2 separate regions of the Mus musculus genome follow, and region 1 is linked to region 2. A link is a contact called in public HiChIP or PLAC-seq data. All regions are on one chromosome and are shown on one strand. The core of a region is the stretch at or near the end of the contact, and the rest is flanking DNA. Distances in the headings are between cores, read along the strand shown.

Region 1 (4,078 bases), core at 1,157-3,656, 59 kb after region 2:
TATCTGTGCAAATTTTTAAGTAAAGTTGGCTGTGATGGTGCATCCCTGTAATTTATGTCGTGAATTCCAAGCCAGCCTAAACTATAGAATAAGACCCCTTTCTCAAACAAGCAACCAAAGAATAGTCTCCACCCAGAAGCACTCAAGGTGTGCCCTGAACACTCAGACAGTCTTGCAGCCTTGCACAGGACATTGCTTGGAGCTTTCCAGGTCAGCAACTGCACACACACACACACACACACACACACACACACACACATACTCACTCACTCACTCACTCACTCACTCACTCATATACACATGTGCGTACATGCCATATATACATACATATAATTAAAAGTAAAAACAAAAGCACAGGGCTCAGTTAGTAAAGTACAAAGCCAGGCATAAGGATAGTCCCCTACAATTCCAGCACCCAAGATGGAAACTGGAGAATTCCTCAGATTTGTTAGCTAGCCAGCCAGCTTAGCTAACTGCTGAGCTCCAAGTTCAGTGAGAGTGTGAGAGAGACCTTACTTTAAGAAATAAGGTGAGGTGAAGGACATGCACTCACTCACACACACACACACACACACACACACACACACACACACACACACAATAAAAATGTAGTAAAGGCAAGAACACACAAACATGTATCTACACACAGCAAAACACCTGAGATTCAGCAAGATGATAGTGATTTGCTCAAGTTCACTACAAGAGACAGGTACGGGTTCCTAGGGACTGACTTCCAGTCCACTTCGATGTCAGGTCCACACACACCTTGCTTGCCTGCCTTTTGTTTGTTTGTTTGTTTGTCTGTTTGTTTGTTGTGTGTTTTCTTGAGACTGGGTCTAGCCAGGAAGCCCAGGCTAACCTTAAACCCTTTATATTCTCTCCTTGCCTTCTGAGTGCTGGGATGACGGATGGAAACACTGAGCCAGGTTCCTGCTGCCTGATTTCTATGTGCACCCAGCAATAAGGTCTTGGTCATTCTTCCAACTTCCTTGTGCAATAGCCTGAAATCACTTCTCCTTAGTCCTGCTCAGTTCTCCTTTGCCCTCACATAACAGTCAAGAGGATCTTTCTGACACATACATTTCTCTCCTCCCTCTCCCTTCAATGGAGGGTTCCTTCTTCTTTTGGCTTCAGTTCTCATCATCACATGTGCTCTAGGGGCAAACTGAACTTCCTATGTATTCTATTCTGACAGTGTGTTACTATGTAGCCCAAGCTGGTCTCCAAATTCAGGTCCTCCAGCCTTTACCTATCAAGAACTGGGATTGCAGGCCCTTGTGGTCACACTAGATCTCTAAAAGGAAAGCAGATTTAACTTTCCTTTGCAATGTATACAAGGGTGTATGTAGACCGCTCCCATCTCAGCCTCAGATTGCCAGGGTCCATTAAATCCTAGCAAGTGTAAAGACTGTGTTTAGTGTTTCACAAAGGGCTTTTCCACCTGTGCATGGAAGGCTTACCCTGTCCCCTCTCTGCCTGAACATAACTGTCTGGATAGACCTGGTTTCAATATCACCTGAGACTAGGGTTGTCTCTCAGCAGTAGACACCTTTACCATGCCAGAGGTCCTGAATTTAATACTCAGTAGGGCACACACAAGAAAAGTACCCCCCCTCCCCCAGCAATCATGGACCTCACTCCTTATTCCCCACCCAACCAAAAGAACTGAAAAATAGATAACAACTATAGTAAGGATCTATTTATTGGTCTAAATCTGAACTTGTTCTGTGACTTTGGCCCTCATTGTCCTTCACTGTAAACCAAGATAGTGGCCTGGAAGTGAGTGAGTGTGTGTGTGTTTTACACAGATAGGGGAGGAGCCCATGGTGCTGAGTCCAAGTTTTCATAGTCTGTTTCTGACACTTTATGCATATTTGCAACCTGCACACCTTCCTCAATAATCCACACTTGATCTTAGCCAAAAGGCCTAGAAGCGATCTTCCTCAATAATCCAAATACACTCTAGACCCTTCCCTTCAGTAGGAAAGAGCCCACTCGGTGAGGAGGATACAGAGGGTCGTGATAACAAAGCTGCTTTAGAACGACGCGGTCTTTTGGCAGATGCTCAATAAGAAGCAGAGGGTCATTGGGGGAGGGGGAATAGGGAGCGAAGGCAGTCCTAGACAAGTCTCCACCCAAGGTCACGGCGCCCGCCCAACGGGCGGCGAACCTAGGAAACGTCTCCCGGAAGCCCCGCCTCACCAGGGGGCCGAGGCCTCTCCCCTTTGAGCCCGGACGCGTTGCCTTTAAGGCTTTGAAAGAGTCACTGAATCTGTGAACTGACTACGGAGTGCTCGGTGTTTTGTCCCTCGTCGTCTGCCGTGGGCAGGCCGGGCGCGAGGGCGGGGTAGGGGAGCGGCGGCGGGGTCAAAGGCTAAAGCGCGCACCACGTGGGCCGGTGACTCCGTCCTTCCCGCAGCGGCCGTGGCGCGCAGGGCACTTGGGTTAGTGGCGCGGCGTGCGGCGCGGACAGGCGAGCCGGACGCCTGCTCCCGCCATGGTCATCAAGACGGACGAGTTGCCGGCGGCCGCCCCGGCCGACAGCGCCCGGGAGCACGGCTCGCAGGCCGGCGGCAAGGGGCGGCCGAACGCGGCTGGTGAGTGAGTGGGCCGGGGGCAGGGACAGCTGGGCTAGAGCCCGGGCCGAGTCCGGCCGGAGGGCTCGGGACTCGGTGGGAACAACCGTCTTCCCTCCGCGTCAGTGTGGGCGGTGCACTGGGCCGCCCCCGCCCTGAAGGTCACCTTCAGTGGCACCCCCGGCTACGGCCTGGACTTCGCACGTGGGGACCGTGGAAGGGCATCCACGGCGGACACACTCGCGCAAGATCGCGGGGACACGTGCGCGCACACGCGGTTTGGTTTCAGGGTGCGCCGCCGCCGCAGACCGATGGAATCGGCGGCCCCACCCCCTCCGCGCCCCTGCTTGGGGAGCTCTTGGGGCTGGGGGCAGTGACACTTGCGGCCCTGCCACCTTCTGGTTCTCTTGTCCTAGACGTTCCTGTGCGGCAGAGCTGCAGCACTGTGAGTGAGGCTCAGTTTGGAGCTGCCCAAACTTGGACTATGGGAAGAGCGCAAGTTGGGGTGTGTGTGTGTGTGTGTTATTGGGGTGGGTTGTCTCTGGTACATTCTTAGAGACAAGGGCTTAACCCCAAGTCATCAGGCTGTGGTCTCAATTCTTTTAGTTACTGGCCTCCACTTGATCAGGGGTTTGGGGTCCTGCCTGTGTGTGGGCAAAGCCTAGCTGTTTGTCAGGGGGAGGTGTTTGTGCCTGAACTTGATCATTAACCTGCCTTATTGCGAAAAGTGGGTCAGACTAGAGCTGCTGTTTTTTTAAGGCAAAGGTCATTAGTGTGGAGTGGAGCGCCCAGCTCTCCCCCGTGGGGGCTGTGTGGTGGTGGCTTTGGGAGTGGCAGAGGCTTGTCTAGGGGTGGGGCCTACTTCTCTTGTACTTAGCCTGTGCCCTTTCTGTTAGTTTTTTACCAAGTCTCAGGCTCCAGCCTTGAAACTGGAAACCCCTTCCTAGGGCCTCCTCACTTTTCCTCAGAGCCAGCCTGGTCCTTTCTACCCAGGATGCCAGTGAGTGCAGACCCTCTTTATCTCTCTTTTCCTCAGCTCATCTCCTTATTCTTCCCAGCTCCGGTGAGCAGACTAAGGCTAACACGGGAGTAAGGATGGCCCTAATGGGCCTAGCACTTGCTAGACTGTTATCCATCACAGTGGACTTACCTTGCCCAAGACAAGGCCTGAGTTGTACCCAAGCACAAGAAGTGCTGAAAAATGTCGTGGCTCTGAATCCATGGGCAGGCTGGGTAAGAGAAGGTTAGAGCTGCCTGTTTCCCCTCCATCAAAGAGATCTGAAGAGATATGAAGCAGCTTGTCCAAGGTCATAGTGATTTCATTGTCCAGGGAAGCATTTGGATTTCCAGTTTACGGCTAGCATGCCAAGTCTACCCCAGCCCAGCCTAGAGGAAGCTGAGGTGGGCATGCTGGGTTATTATGTATGTGATTCAGGGGATTTAGGAACTGGAATGGTAGTGGAGGATTTTTGATGAATGAAGCTCCCTTAACTATATGCTAA
Region 2 (3,756 bases), core at 1,038-3,537:
AGGGGAACTGCTAATGGTTTCTTTCCCCAACAGAGCAGTTCTGAAATGTAGCCCTTAGGCTCCTCGGGAGATCCTCAGGAGAGGAGCAGCAGATGGTAAGGGAAGCCTCTGGGCACTGCCTGCCTTTCTCATCCGTGTACCCTCTGCCCCACTGCCCTCTATCCACTTCCCAAGTAAGGCTGGGGGCCAGCCCTTCGCCCAGGCATGCCTAGAGTAGGGAGTGAGGGTGAGCACACAGAGAGCTGGGGATGGAGCAGCACTTCACATCCAGGTCTCAGTGCCAACCACTTATCACCAACAATGTCACCAAAGATAGTAGTTAAGCCTTCATGCTCAGCCAATGTGCCACTCTGTCACCGCCATCCATACCAGAGCCCTTTTCCTTTAAAGTTCAAATCATTCTGACCCCCTGTGACTCTGTCACACTTGATCAGATTTGCTTGCTTCCTTGCTTGCTTGCTTGCTTGTTTGTTGCTTTGGAAATCTCTAGTTTGAGTTTGAGTTTGTGTTTGTGGCTTCTGAGACGGGGTCTAACTTTGCAGCCCAGGGTTGCCTTGAACTTGTGGCAATCCTCCTGTCTCAGCCTTTCAAGTACTGGGATTACAGGTATAAGCCACCATACCTCAAAGGGGGTCTTAGGAAAGAGAGAGTGAAAAGCTATGGAGGTGTCACTCACAAGAGGACCTTCTGGAACAGGGACCACTTCCTGTTGAGCTAGGATGCCCTGACCCTTGCCAAGGTGAACATCTGCCCCTGCCCCAAAACAGCGACCACAAAGGGTCTTGGCTTCAACATGCCATCCCATCCCAGGCCCCAACCTTCCCCTGCTCCTTAGCATCTAGTGAGGGAGGAGGGGCCTGAGTCAGCTTCCAGACACCTGAGCAGACACATCCAGCAGTTACCCACCCTTAGTGCTGGGCAGCCCAGAACCCTTGCTTAGAGGTAGGTGATGCACAACCTCTCCCAAGTCCTGAGGGAAATCACTGCCCAAGACCTCACAGGCCCTGAGTCACTCCCAGCCTCCAGGTAGCTGTGCAAGCTTTTCTGTTTATTCTTCGCCCACAGCAGGAGGAGCAGAGGGGATGAGAGCTTTCTTCACCAAGGGAAACTGAGACCTATGAGGCTCAAAGGATAGCATGCCCTGATACAGGTCCAGGACAATTCTAGTAATACCTTTAGAGGCGACCCTGATGGGAGCCATTCAGAGGCTGATCCATGAATTTCGAGCACAAACCCTGGTAACATGTAAATGCCCTTCAGATTCAGTAAGGGTGAAAGAAAGCTACAGCGGAAAGCAGTGTGCCCCTTACCAGCTCCCAAGTCAGACATAACAAGTATAGGCAAAACCAAAGTGCAATCTATAGAGTCCCTCTGTCCTGTAAACAGGACCCCCACCCTTGACTGTCACTGCCACACCCACCCAAGGCCTCTAGAAATGAGCATCAGGCTGCAAAGCTGGCCTTGCCCCGCAGGTCCATGAAAGTCTCTGGACCGATTACTCCAATTCTACTGCCTCTCCCTGGAACAGGCACAAGCTGGCTTGGGGACAGACAGGCTGGGGCTTCTGATCTTGCCAATAAAAACAAGTCCTCCCTCCCCAACCTAGCAGCCTAGCTTCAGCATCCTCTTGGGGTTCCTGGCTTCTTTCCTTTACTGCCACCTGTAAACACCCACGTCTGACCTCCATCTCGGTCAGCGTCTTTCACCAGACTCCAACAGGGAGCTGACCAACATCACATGCACACACACGCGCGCGCGAGCCCGCGCACACACACACACACACACACACACACACACACACACACGCCCCTCTTCATGGTGTGTATGCTGTGTCGCATCCGCGCACCCGGCAGGGATTTCTGTGGACTGTCACCCTACCTCCCAGTGAGCCCAACTGCTTGGTGCGATGGGCGCGCGGAGCTCACCGGGGCCATCAGTGCTTTGCCAACACACACATCCACTCTCACAGCATCCTCTCCAATTCCACGCTCAGTCACACCCAGGACTCGCGTCCAGATGCACGCCGGCTGTGAAATTACAACCTAGCCCAGAGCCACTGACCTTCCCACACTCCCGACGTGGACAGAATGTCAATAGTCAGTCCTGCCGGCTCACCCAACGCGCGCGCTGGTCGGCGCGGCGCCCACAGCTCTCCATCAGGACCGAGCCCCCTCCTCCTCAACGCGGGGTTCCCTCGCAGCCCGCCCAGCCGCGTGCACCGTCACCGCGGCGCGCACACGCGCACACCGGCCGGCACAAAGCTGCGCCCTGCCACCCGCCGGCGGCCGCTCGCACACCTGGCGGGCGCGCCCCCGGCCTACGGAGCGCGCACACGCAGTCTCTGCCCTAGTCCGCTAGATCCCGCACTCCCGTCCCTCGGGGCTTTTCGGAGCTGGGTCCCAGCGGCGCCCACCGCGCAGCAGCGGGAGACCGGGCTGGGTTTGGGATACGGCGGTACTAATCGTCGAACGCCCTGAGGGATGCTCGTGTCCGCGCTGTCAGGGTATTGCCCCGGGGCGGCTCCTCCTGAACAAAGGCGCAGGGTGGGGCAGGTCCTGGGGATCCCAGAGAATGAAGGGAGAAGCCCACCTGCCCGCAAAGGTTCCTGAATCATAGGGCGCACGACACTGGGGGACTGAGAAGCTGAAAGATTCCTGGATTCCTGGTGGGACTCTCCTGAAAGTGTGCTATTGGAACTTGGAAGTAGGAGATCAGGGACTGCCGAAAACCCTGACGCTGACCCCTGACTGGGACGCGACAACCTACAGCTTTGATTCATTCCCTCCGAAGACTCCATCCCATCTTCCACCAAACCAAAGATGCTCCTGAACTTGAAGATGTTGAGGGACCGATGTTCCAGACATTCTCCGTAACCCCCACAGCAGGCAGCCTCTGATGCGCCTCCATTAATGGGAAGCTCATTCCCTGGAGGCAGCACTCCGGCAGCTTAAGCCCGAAAACATCTTTTATTTGCACGGAAATCTTCCTCAGTCCTAACCGTTGGACATAGCTCATTCTGTTCTGGCCACGATGTTCTGCGTCTAGAACATACCTCACACTTACTGTTTTCTTTGCAGAGATATAGTCTTACATCGGTGTCCTGCGCTCCCCTCCCCTAGCTAACGCTCTCATCACCACGGTCTCTGTATGGCTGCCCCTTTGTGTGGTCCAAGACCTCTTTCCATGCAAGTCACTTATCTGCGTGCCCTATTTTAGACTTCTGAGCAATCTTATCGGCTTGACAAACTATCTCCATGTTTGCATACTGATGGTTGGCCTTTCACACTCCAGTGTGTGTCCTATGTCAGGCAGAACCCTTGCCTGGACCACTCTAACCCCAGAACCTGGCCCAGAGCACAGTCACAATGCTCAGTGTTAGAAGGAAGTAAGGAAGGCAGGGACGGTGGACAGACCACAGTCTGGATCCTGAAATGCTAAGTACCGGGCATTGGAGGTTCTGGCTTGGGATCCAGTAGGGGAAAGGAGCTGTCAAGTGCCCACGGAACCAACAGACAGACAGCTTTACAATAGAGAGAACATCTCCTTCCCTTTGGATCCTATCCTGAGCACTTGAACCCCAAGATTCCAGGGCTGGTCAGCAGAGACAGTTCAGGAAGTCCAAGCTAACCCTAACCACCTGAGTTTGATGCTCAGGACACACGTGGTGCAAGGAGAGAATTGAGTCCTGAATGTTGTCCTCAGAACTACTCAGGCGTGCCATGACGCACATGCATACCATTACACACACAGACACAC

What was found. HiChIP or PLAC-seq counts read pairs in DNA pulled down with a chosen protein or histone mark.
Region 1: a contact with region 2 is called in an H3K4me3 HiChIP or PLAC-seq map of embryonic stem cells, with 34 read pairs. The contact joins the promoter of Cluh here to the promoter of Rap1gap2 in region 2. A contact is called at or near these places in 3 of 484 Hi-C or Micro-C datasets (the G1E-ER4 cell line and embryonic stem cells), 5 of 115 datasets of contacts at active chromatin or transcription factors (embryonic stem cells and pancreatic cancer cells) and 1 of 9 other capture datasets (pancreatic islet).

The regions. Positions count from the first base shown.
Region 1 is chr11:74,647,098-74,651,175 of GRCm38.p6, forward strand. It overlaps Cluh (clustered mitochondria (cluA/CLU1) homolog), which reads left to right and starts at 2,407. Exons shown (of 26, transcript NM_001081158.3): 1 at 2,407-2,597. The coding sequence starts at 2,498.
Region 2 is chr11:74,587,899-74,591,654 of GRCm38.p6, forward strand. It overlaps Rap1gap2 (RAP1 GTPase activating protein 2), which reads right to left and starts at 2,288. Exons shown (of 25, transcript NM_001015046.3): 1 at 2,062-2,288.